Linked DNA regions of Sus scrofa: regions 1 and 2 are each linked to region 3. A link is a contact called in public Hi-C and HiChIP or PLAC-seq data. All regions are on one chromosome and are shown on one strand. Each heading gives the region's core, a stretch centred on a gene start, on an enhancer-like site or on the middle of the called end of the contact. The rest is flanking DNA. Distances are from core to core; before and after follow the strand shown.

Region 1 (3,892 bases), core at 1,165-3,664, 180 kb before region 3:
GCTCACTAAATATATAACTTTGGTCAAATCTAGTCTTTCTCTGTCTCCTCATCATTCAGTCAAACATAGGCACCTCAGGTGGTCTTTTGAGAATTCAAAGAGAGACGTGAAAGTGCTTTGTAAGCTGTGATTGCTGTAATCATATTAAGTCCCTATAGTTAACTGTCCTGTAGTCACTTTTGAGAATTTAGCAAGGATTGGCACAGATTCCACAGTTGCATGTGAGAAGCCAAGAGCTGTTCTGAGTGATCTCTCTCCCTGGCGTGTACTTTTCATAAACATCTCATGCTCCCCAGGGTAGATTCCTGCCCTCTCTGGTCATGCGCCTATTCCAAGAGTTTGGCGGAAGAATAGTTAGAAAAGTAGGGGAGACGATGGCATTGCAAAGAACAGGATTGAGTTCCTAAGTTTTGGTGTCCTCAGCAGCATAGGGGACCCAACTCTTCCCGGCAGTGGGGAGTCGAGTGGTAATGGTGGAAGGTTTGAGGATTATATATAGGTTGTGAAAGAGGATAGTAGAAGATAGGAAATAAGGACGTTGTGGTTAAAGAGGCGGGATCTCTCAAGTTTGAAATCTGTGCAGTAGAGCGTAGGCCGCAGTCCTGCAGCCTAGGGGTAGCTATGACAGTGAGTGGGTGATGGTTTTGAGGCTGGGTGTTTGGAAGAGGAAAGGAAAGCCATGATCAAGAGATGAAGTCCCGTCATGCCGGACAGCAGGGAGAGTCCTAGCAGAGCTGAGTGGAGGTGTGGATGCCCAGGTGGAAGCTGCAGCCTTTCAGAGAGCTTGCCTTGCATGAAGCTATAAGAAAAACAGTGCAGAAGTACAGTCTTCAGAATGACTACGAATCTGAGAATTGTTGTAAGCAGTGACCTTAGCCACTACTTATATTGGATATATTCACAAATTTGAGGACAGAATTCAGAGAACTGCTGCCCAGTCATAACCTTTTTTGGTATAAGTGTGCAGATCACAGTGCTTGAGCAGTTGGAATCATGTAAGAATGAATGAAAACAGGTACGCCTTAAAGTAAGGCACCTGTAAGATTGGGAACCAGCAGCATTGAAGTAATTTGAAAAGACATTGCCGTTGAGAACGAGGCTTCTTTAGTTTTACTGGAACTTGGATCTTGGTTCTAGAGCCTGGGGTCTAAGATTTTCCCCTAATCTCTTCCACTAAGAATGGAAACTGACGGGGCGAATGCGGCAATACTTTGGTCTTTCCACTGCTGAGTAATAAGAAGAATAATACCGTGTGTTTTTCTCTCTTTGTCTCCTCTGTTCCTCGCCTTATCGACACCATTGAATATATTTCTTAACAAGTTTGGTTCTTCCCCCACCCCCTCAGTAGTCCACGGAAGATGTCACAAACTCTGAAACCGAAGTAAATTTTGGAGTCTGTGACTCTTAGAGGTCATCACTGCAGTCGTGGAAGAAGTGACTGCTAAGAGCCTGACGTAGAAGGAGAAGACAAAACATAAAAAGCAGGAACTGTATTGAAGTGCTCCAGTGATGAGTGTTCCTAACCATGGTCTTGATTTATCCGTAAAACAAAACCCCAAACTCGGAAGCACTTCACCACTTCGCATCCACTTGCCTATAAGGAAATAGGGAAATGAAATACTCTGAGGAAAGATTTCCCTTACAGATGGCCACAAATTTAATCAGAGATTTAGGATGCATGAAGGATTAAGCCTCGGTTATATGGAAAATGCACTTAGATGGAGCACTTGATTTCCCAGGGACGCCAGATAATTGAGTTACACCTAAAATCTTGACCCATTTAACGCTCATGCATACGCATCTAGTTTGTATGTGCTGAGAGGTGTTAAATGGTTTGAAAACTGTAATTAAATAGCTGAAATGGTGCTGCAAAATCACTATAAGCATTGCCTGATGTAGTATTTCAGCGTTAAGTGCTAAAATTTAATCCGAGTAGCTGTGACTAATCTAGTCTTTATTTGTAACACATTCAAATTAAGAGGTGTGTGTTCTTGTTCATGTACTTTCTCATTAGCACTAATATTGCTAATGCGAGTGACAAATGTGTCATGTTTTTGCCTATCACTTTCATCTTTTAGTTAGCTAGTTCCTTGGAGAAGGTAATTTTCCATGTGATACATCTGCGGAGCTCTGTGTTTTAGTTTCCTCAAAAGAGAGTATGTCCATAGGGGAAAATAACTTTGAACTAATCAGTTGAACGATAGATGAACTTATGATGACAATTAATGTAAATGGAATATCACACACACACAATGGTTCCTTTACATCTTTTAGGCTTTCCCCCCTCTGTTTATTATGAGATTTCAAGCGTTTTGCCCTAGACTTTTGGCTTTGATGCTTGAATAGCCCGTCTTCAGTTTCCTGTTTCTCAAATCCTCCTGTTTGTTCAAAGGACTCCTTAGTGTTTAAGAGAATGACTCAGCAGTTCTTAGTATTTAAAACCATGTAAAGCCATCTCCTTTTTGTGAGTACATATCTCTTCACGGGCTGATATGGTTGATTATTGTATTCTCTCACAAGCACCTTGGAAAATACTCTGTCTCCCCGCCCCCTGACCCCTCGCCCCCCTTTTTCCTTCTTTTTTCTTTTTTCGTGTGAGAGATCCAGAATGGGATCTGCTCAGGGACTGTCTATAGCTGCCTGACATCTGCACCTCCCCACGACGTGCTTTCTTTACACTCGCATTCCCATTGACAACCTCCGCCCCCGCCACACGCTCTGCATCCAGAGGGAATTGTGATTGTGTGCTGCTTGGCTTCTTGAAGCTCCACAGCGTGCTCACATGGACACACACACACACACTTCCTCCCATTCACACTCATTGACCCCCTCACACACCCCTTGGAACAGTGTCTGTGTGGTGCTCACAGCTCCACCTCCTTTGGGGGTTACTTTTCTCAGAGATGTGAGCTTTCTGCCTGGAGAGCCTTCTCCCAGGGACCCATTGGAAACACTTGTGTGAGAAGATTGGCAGGGCCCTGTCCCTCTGGCTGGAGGACAGCTTCCTGGCATTCCAGTGTCCAGTTGCCGTGCGGGTTTCCTCTGAAGAGTGGGCTGGGTCACCTAGGACCACGTCATGGAGATTGTCACGGCGGTGTAGGTCACCTCTGTTATGGATTCACTAAAAACTTGTCTGGGCTGGTTTGGGACTTAATATGTTAATTTCCCCAAACTAAATTCCAAATGATTGTTGGGAGCAGCTCATTTCCAAACTGTGTACTGTCTATATTTCTGACTCCACTGGTTGACTCAGGCTCTGGAAATAGCTGGAGCAAGTATGCAGTGTAGCAGAGAGGAAAAAATGTTGATGTTAGAATCAAGAAATGCGAGTGGATCCCTGCTCTTATTAATAGTTTTATATTCTTGAGCAAGTGATTTAACTTCCATGAGCCTTAGTATTTCTCCCCGTTAAATGGAGATGATTAATAGCCATGATACCTGTTTCACAGAATAATTGGGAACATTGTATGAGATAATGTACCTGCATGTGCATTTAAGTTGTTAGGAAGAGATGTAAGCAAAAGAGAATTATTTAACATTTAATAGGAAAAACAGAAAATAGTTGTATTTTGCAGGTCTCTAAAATACAAATTTTAAGTTGTTGAAGGGATTTTCTAGGATTTTTGGGTACTTCTGCCATCTTGTAACACCACTGATGTATTGTTTTTAAGAAATACAGATTTTTAAATGAATTAATTTCCTAATGGCAGTATGTTTGTAAATAAAACACCTTACAGTGATAAAGTACTTCGATAAGGCAGTAATCCTTTGACAGATGAAAGATCAGTCTCTTTATGTAACACAGTGCAGAAATACCAGGCACCATATTAAATCTTAATCAGTGACAATGTTCACTAATTACAAGAGCTGGTTTATATTGGTTAAATCGCTA
Region 2 (3,989 bases), core at 1,105-3,604, 130 kb before region 3:
TAATCGGAGCTGTAGCCACCGGCCTACGCCAGAGCCACAGCAACACGGGATCCGAGCCGCGTCTGCAACCTACACCACAGCTCACGGCAACGCCGGATCGTTAACCCACTGAGCAAGGGCAGGGACCGAACCCGCAACCTCATGGTTCCTAGTCGGATTCGTTAACCACTGCGCCACGACGGGAACTCCCGATGAACAAAATGTTATAGGCATTTTTGTTGTTGTTCAAGAAAGAAGGTTAATAACCATGTGTCTTATGCCTGGAATATAATCAAAGTTTTATTGTGCAAAATATTAATCCTTGAAATTACTCTTCGAAAGAGAAGTTAAATAAAACTGTCTGTGCTGTATTCTGACATTTCCAAATACATTTGGACAAAGTAGGACACAGCTGTTACAAAAAAACCAAAACAATGCAGACTCATTCTTTACATTTAAATACAGCAATCATCGTCTTATTAATGTTTTTCTATGGCAGAGCCCTAATAGATTGCAAAAATCTTCAGCTTCGTATGCTTATTTCTAATGCGATTTATACTTGACTTTTGCTTTGCTGTTGCTGCTTTTTCTTGATATAGTATATTCTTCATTTCTTTTTTTAGGCTAAGCAGCTGGAAGAAAAAGATCGGGTGATAAAGAAGCAGGATGCATTCTACAAAGAGCAGCTGGCTAGACTGGAGGAGAGGGTATGACTATTCCTTGTTACTGATTCTCTTCTCTTACCACATCTGCAGCGTTCTCATATACTTACTTAAAAATCAATACGCTAGAACTGTAACTGCTTTTCCTAGTTACAAAGTGGCCAGGAACTGAAAAGGCCAAGCAGATAGATCATTCTCGAAGATAATGCTACTTCGACTTCGGTAGTTTTGCATACGGTTCTATTATTGGTTCATTGATGCTTTTTACCACTCAGGAACTCGCCCAGCTATTTTCCCTGCATTGTCTCCAGGTCCAGTAGTAGAGTGCTACTCTTAGCTGTCCCAGACATTGACTGAACTTGAACACGTTCCTAGAAATGGTAGTGCTTTAAAGGATGAATTGTCTTTGTGAAAGCTCAGTTTCACTGCATTGTGGCTAAAAAATGTATGTACCTTTCAAAACTGGTGGACGTGAGCTGAATAGTAGGACTCAGGAGAAGAATTAAGAGGAGTGGAGATAGTACCTTCAGTCTTCATGGCCCTAGAACTTGAGGGAGATGCAAAGGAGGAAGTTAGGCTGAAACAAAAGAAGGCAATGGGCTTAGAATGTGAGTTGCAGCATCCAGGGCCCCTGTTCAGTGAAGTGTATTTGTTGTCTAAAATAATTTCATACGTAGACTATGGGGTTTCAAAGCTAGCTTTTGCTTCTTTTTGATTGAGACACCTTCCCTCCCCCCCCCCCTTTTTTTTTTTGATTGGACCAACTGCTTTATTGAAAGATGAGAGCAGAGCCCCTTCCCCCATGATCCTGGCAGCAATAGCCTCAAGTTCAGGCTCTGATCATCCCACTGTCCTGTAATCTGAGGGCAAGACCCCCAAAATTTGATTGGTTTAGAATAGAATGTTTAATAAGAAAGCAGGGAAAAATAAGAGATTATAAAGCCCAATTCAGTGCAGATATTTATGTGTTAAATGTTTTCATCTGTCTCTGTGTGTCATTGGACTGAGTGTTTCTTGAATATAGGGACTGTTTTCTCATTCTTTAAGCCGGTATCTACCAAATATGTCAGGCCCTGGTAGTGCCAGAGATACACTAATAAAGAAAATGAACCAAATGTCTGTCATTGTGGAGCTTAAATTCGGTTAAAACCCCGTTAACACATGGAATGGCAGATTGTGATACTATGGCAGACAGTAACACGGGGAAAAGGAGTCCCAGGTGTCGGTGTGGGGTCAGGTGGAGAGGGGTCGTCCACTAGGACCCTATTCGGAAAGAGGTCTGTAGCATTGGAGAAGCAAGCCAGCCGCAACCCTGAAGTAGGGTGTGCTTGGTATGTTTGAAAAAGCTAGAGAGGGTGTGAGCAGAGGAGTGTTCTAGCTGCTGTCTTGGGCAAGAGCTGAAGCAGGAGAGGCTTAGTAAGCGGTAATAGCAGTCATTCAGAAATGGGGTGCTGATGGCACGGCCCAGGGTACTAGCAGTGGAGGGAATGAAATGTGGTTGGGTATCTCAGAGGCAGAACTGACCAGATTGGCTGATGGTTTTGTACATGAGGGAAAGAACTCAAAGAAATTCTGAGTCTGTGGCTTTTATAGCTGGAAGCATGGATTTTTCCATAGGGGGAGACTGTTAATATATGGCTGTGTCTCAAGCAGTATCCCAGACTTACCATATCCTAGATCCTCCATCGCTTTGGCTGTGGCGTAGGCCGGCAGCTGTAGCTCCGAGAAAATTTGACCAAGAGGAAATAAACAAGGTCTTATTACCTAGTGACTGCAGCGCGGTAATTCCCTCCCAGGAGTTATTTTAATATCAAGTTGTGCTGCTTTTACATTGAAGTGAGAAATTCATAGTCATTCAAGCAGTTTAGAAGTGTTTTTGAGGCATTTATTCCTATGTTCATAATAGTCCTCACATTCCTTCTCTAGAAAGAAAACAAACCTTTTCTCTGTTTTATCAACTCTTTTGATGGTTATTTCATTAGCCTCTAGATTGCCTGCTTCTGGAACATCCATTGCCCTCCTATGTTCTCTAGGAAAATACGTAGTTTCCCCTAGTCTATTGGCCCTCTGGAAAGGAATGAGAGGCGGGACCAAGGCCCTGTTGTAACAAGGCAGAGTCCAGACTCTCCCAGGATCTTCTAGGACGAAGGACTCCTCCCTCCCCAGGACATCTCAGAGACCTGAGTTCTCTGGTGATTAGTGTGTCTTGCATGTCTAAGTTCTCATTTATGAACTTGAATTGATTTCACTCCACTGATTCTACTTTGCTCTTGGCATTCCTAAGAACCGTGTGGTTTGGCCCAGCCTGAAGAGCTATAAAAGCCCTGGTGGCTTGAGAAGCTAAGGGAGATCAGAGAGCGTAGTTGGATACTGTTACAATGTTCAGGTCAACAGAGTGGTGGGATATATATCGCTTTTACTTACAGGCTTCTCTGGATTTCAGCAGCTATTTGCATACGCACTGCAGTCAACCCCATACAATTAAGAAGGAGAGGGAGTTGTACAAGCTGAGCAAAAGAAAGCAATGCAAAGAGAATGGTGAAAAATAAATTGTCATTAGGAAGGGAAGTACTTTACTAGTTCGTCACCTGTGGAGAGAGTTACTAATTAAATTCTAAGGTGACGCTTACATCAAATGAGCAATTTTTAAAAGCCTTTTACTTGTAGTGGGTGGCCTATCTTCTATTGCGTCATAAAGTGTGGGGCTCATCTGGATGATTAATTGGCTTTTTTGATTGCTTGACTTCTTCTTTGTCAATACCTTTGTTTCTGTGTTCCTCTGTGCAAAGCTTGGGGGAAAATATGCCAACAGTGATAATAAAGAGAAATGACAACAGAACAGATTATTGCCAGCCCAGTGTTCTCCTTATGCAAAGAAATTATTATGCATTTTTACTGTAAGATGAAGTCTGTCATTGTAAAAATATTTCATTGAGTAGAGCTGGATCAGTCATTTCAAGGGATTAATACAGAATAGAATTCAGTTAGACCACTGACATCTGAAATCCTAAAACCTAAACAGTCCTTTTGGAGGGTAAGGAGATGATTGCTTAAACTCAATTTATGGGTTAAAAAAATCTGTTGATACTTTACCCCTCAAGTGCTTTCTAAACAGTTGTCAATGATTCTAGGTCATATTATTAGCTCATATACACTAAATTATGTGTATGTTTTGACTGTGCACTGTGATATAGCAAATTTAATGCCATAGTTAAAAGCATAACTTTGTGGTAGATATGCCTTGGTAACTAGCTTCCATTTGTCAACCTAGAGAAAGAGATTATTCCTTTGACACCTGGAAATTTTGTACAGGTTTCCTTATTCATCTTGAAATCAAGGAATTTTCTC
Region 3 (3,933 bases), core at 32-2,531:
TCATCTGTGGCTGATGAAGGGCATAGGATCACTTTTAAATTTCAAAATACACTGATTCCATTTCGTGATACAATCAGACTTATTTAGACCCAAAGTATTTACCAACTATTCCCCTGGTCTTTTTAATTAAGTTGAAAAGTTGAAATTAAGCAAATGTGGACCTGTCACTCTTTAAGTGTGGATAATTCTGTGCAGAGATGTGGCTGGATTTCAGCGGGGAGCTCCTGAAGTCAGGCTACAGGGGAAAAGAGTGAGCGTCTAGTCTAACGTCAGCGCCAGTAATAACGCGCTGGTCTTTGTGTGCAAAAGATCTTGGGACAATCCACTGCTGAGTATGTGTTGGAGGTATTTTCTGTCTGTGGGGATGTGCATGATGAGAGATCCATTTTCTAACGTCTCGGCTCCCATTTGCTACCCCTCTTACCCCAAGCTTTTGCAGACTGGTGTACCTGAGTGAGCCAAGAGAACAACGGCCTGCAGCTGTGTTCTCAACCCTGCTTCCCGGGACACTGACACCGTGACCTTGGTCTCACTAATCCATTTTCCATGACTCTTGACCAACAAATCAAACAGATCAAATTCGTAACTGTTGAGTCCTTTGGAAAGATACAGCACATTCCCTCACCCTATTCCTGCACCTGACAGGGCTCTTTTAAAAGCTGTCCTCATGTTTGTTTCTATTTCTGACTATCATGATCATTAAAGGAACCTGAAAATGCTCTTTGGTTGGAGTCCAAAGTCCAGACTTCAAGACTGAGCTCTACCGCCTGGTGGCTGTGAGCCACTTAGTCTACCAAGCATGTTTTCCCCTCTGTAGATGGAGGGTCCCTGCCTTACCTCTTTTCTGAGGTCCCTGTCTCCAGAGAAATGAGTGACCGTAACAGCCTGGTCTTGCTGATGTAGACTCTTGCCCCCATCACTGTATCTCCTCCTCTGGGCCTAATGCAGAAGCCATTCACCTGCCTTGGGTGTCTGCCTCCTTCCTTCTCACCATTGGGCCTTTCCTTCTTCCCGAATCCCATGGCACAAACCTCACATTTCCTCAGGAAGTCCTTCTTGATGAACCCATCCCACTTGTGTCATCCTGATGGTTTTTCTCCAATGCCAGAAGAAAATGGTGTGCTTTATAAGTTAAATGCCATTTTCTGGTATGTTTCTCTATAGATGTCTTGACTCTGTCCCGTGTCTTGATTTTGAGTCTTCAGATTCTAAGTTTGGAGAGTGTAGGGACTGAAGATTCCTCCCAGCTTTGCAGCACTGATCAGTGTGGAAGTTTTATCATTCATGCCAACTGCCAACCGCTTTCTACATCTGATTTGCATTTGTCGCTGATCTTCACAAAACAAGATCACCCTATAAACAATCAAGTTTATGATGTTTGTAGGTATTTTTCTACATTCGTAGCTTAGTCCTTCCCTTGTTAAAACAATTCTTGGCCACCAGATTCTTACAGATAATTGGTATTAGCCAGTGAGGGCAGGAGTGGAAACATCCATTTGAGCCTTTCATCAGCAGGAGCATGTCTTCGTCAGCACACTCCACCGAGATTTCGGCGTCACTAGCTTTCCTGCCTTCCCTTTCAAGTTGTTCCAGGCCCAGTGACATTCAGAGTGGTGAGTCATTGGCTAAATGTGGAGGCCGTCATTCTGCATGCACAACTGTGCGTGCCTGGGCGCCCTCCCGGCCCGCGATGGTGTGTGACTCTGACCTCGAGGAGGAGGGCATTCGGGAAATGATCCTCCTTGAGCTCGACAGTTGCATTTACCACGCCCTGATATTTTTAGAACCCCAACAGGGACAGGAGAACTCAGGCTAATGTTGTGCGTATTTTACATAATGAACCTACTCTGTGGACTTCTGCGGAACAGTAGAAATAACACCATTCTTTTTTTTAAGGTATTTTTGAAAATTTAAGGTAGCAAATATTTATTGACTACCTACTAAGCGACAGACATTGCATTGGCATCAGGGTTCCAATCACAAACAAGACAACAAAGCAGACTATCACCTGCCTTCATGGGACGTACGTTTCAGAGGACGCAATCGACCTGCAAGGAAAGGCATAGTCACATTCCTTTTTCTTTTCTTCATCTTTGAACGTTCATTCCAGCTCAAACTTTGAGTTTATCTCCAAGGCTACTTCTTAATTAAACCGGAAAGGGATATTTTCTGACTTAACAATTCTATTTTCAGTAAACAGATGCTCAAAAAGATCAGTAAACAGATTCTGCCCAGCACCTTCTGAGAGGAAGACACTAAATTTGCTTTGGAGAACCATTCTGTGTCTCCTGTTTTTTTTTTTTTTTTTTTCCTGTGGATCAGGTGGGCCTCCACGTGGGCTCCAGAAGTCCTACAGAGCACAGGGGAATGCTCCCAGACTCCATGGAAGGCCTGGAGCACCAGCAGAATCCTGTATCCTAAGGCCACAGTGATTGGCCTGTGCTTAACCAAAGTTTCTCCAAAACTTTTGTGCTTCAAAAGGAGCTTCACTATGCAGACAGAACACCTAAGACTTTTTCTAGAGTCCGCATTTAGTATTAGCCTACTTTAGAAGGTCTTGAGAGAGGACCACATTCCAAGAGCTCTTTTAGACACTGAGGCTGCGCAAGAAGTTTGAATCCAGCGTGTTCACCGCGAGCTGCCCCTGCTATTGAGGAAACGCTTTGATTTCTCATCAAGCCCCTGCCCACTCCCCGACTCTGGCCCCGGCTGGGCCGGTTTGGGCCGGTGGAGATGGGGAAAACAGCACCGTGCTTGGTGACTGGAGTCTTGCTCGTTCCCTAACTAGTGGCAAGAACTTGTCAAGCCGTAGTACCCCCCTGGACCTCAGGGAGGAAGCCAGTTGAAGTGAATCATCTTCAAGTTAATTTCTTTAAAGCGCCAAGGTTCTGCTGAGGGCGGTGAGATTATGTGACAATTTACAATTTTTTTCTTACTCTCCTAGTATTTCTGTTGATCTTGAGAAGTTGTAAGAAGAGAGGAACTATTCTGGGATAGCTCTCTGGATGTCTAAAAGATACATATGTAACAGATGATAAAAAGGAGTCAGAAACCAGAAAGTGCAAATGGGAAAAAAAGAGGAAAAAGGGATGCTCTTGTGTTTCCCTTTATAGTGTTGTTTTCCTGGTCTAACCATAGATTTCTGGTCATTCCCAAGGGGTCGAGGGTGGATGCTGGTGGCTATGGACAGAATGCCTTCAATGTCCCCAAATTTGGATATTGAAGCCCTATTGGGATGGTATTTGGAGTTGGGCTTTTGAGGAGGTGATTAAGTCATGAGAATGAAGTCCCCATGATGGGATTAATGTCCTTATAAGAAGAGAGCTGGCCCTTTCTCGCCCCGTCATTTGTTGATGAAATGAGAAGGTGACCATGTGTAAGCCAGGAAGAGATGCCTCTACCAAGAAGCCAACCATACTGGCATCCAGCCAGCCTCTAGAATGCTGAGGAATACATGGTTATTATTTCAGCTACACCATCAGGGGCATCTGTCATAGCAGTTTGGGCTGATGAAGATGCTGGTATTAGCCGAGACATGGAACGTGAAGCTGTTTCAGCCCCAGGGCAGGGCTGGAGTGATCCCCCCAGGTCACTCAGTTTGGAGAACAAATGTTTGTGGGGTTCCCATTCGCTTGGAGAAGCTGAATCTTCTCCCCTCCAACATGCTTTTCAAACTTTATAAGATACCATCATGCATGTATCTTTCTGGAACTTGCCCCCCCCCCGCCCCTGCCTTGGATCCATGTTGATACATGTAGCTGTAGTTGATTCATTTTCACTACTATATCCTTTTCCACTGTAAGACTGTCTCTATTTCTATGTCTGTTGATAGACATATATGTTGTTTCTGATCCTTTTTCTATTGAAAGCAAAGTAACAATACACATTTTGTGCATGTCTCCTTGAGCACATGGAGTTGCAGGATGAAAGAAT

Evidence for each region. A called contact is a pair of places that touch in the nucleus more often than the background predicts. HiChIP or PLAC-seq counts read pairs in DNA pulled down with a chosen protein or histone mark.
Region 1: a contact with region 3 is called in an H3K27ac HiChIP or PLAC-seq map of skeletal muscle, with 5 times the contacts expected there. The contact joins two enhancer-like sites. A contact is called at or near these places in 3 of 47 Hi-C or Micro-C datasets (psoas muscle and skeletal muscle) and 1 of 2 datasets of contacts at active chromatin or transcription factors (skeletal muscle).
Region 2: a contact with region 3 is called in a Hi-C map of skeletal muscle, with 6 times the contacts expected there. The contact joins two enhancer-like sites. A contact is called at or near these places in 1 of 47 Hi-C or Micro-C datasets (skeletal muscle) and 1 of 2 datasets of contacts at active chromatin or transcription factors (skeletal muscle).

Annotation. Positions count from the first base shown.
Region 1 is chr18:16,184,652-16,188,543 of Sscrofa11.1, forward strand. The region is part of intron 4 of CHCHD3 (coiled-coil-helix-coiled-coil-helix domain containing 3); the gene reads left to right. Among named protein-coding and RNA genes, the nearest start is that of CHCHD3, 130 kb to the left of the region's middle. Within about 2 kb of position 2,415, at least 11 of the 83 cell types and tissues checked have an H3K27ac peak or open chromatin away from gene starts, as enhancers often do. A contact at or near this core is called in skeletal muscle, where this site is marked.
Region 2 is chr18:16,235,092-16,239,080 of Sscrofa11.1, forward strand. CHCHD3 (coiled-coil-helix-coiled-coil-helix domain containing 3) reads left to right here. Exons shown (of 8, transcript NM_001244176.1): 5 at 603-686. Among named protein-coding and RNA genes, the nearest start is that of CHCHD3, 180 kb to the left of the region's middle. Within about 2 kb of position 2,355, at least 1 of the 83 cell types and tissues checked has an H3K27ac peak or open chromatin away from gene starts, as enhancers often do. A contact at or near this core is called in skeletal muscle, where this site is marked.
Region 3 is chr18:16,367,285-16,371,217 of Sscrofa11.1, forward strand. No RefSeq gene overlaps it. Among named protein-coding and RNA genes, the nearest start is that of PLXNA4, 110 kb to the right of the region's middle. Within about 2 kb of position 1,282, at least 6 of the 83 cell types and tissues checked have an H3K27ac peak or open chromatin away from gene starts, as enhancers often do. A contact at or near this core is called in skeletal muscle, where this site is marked.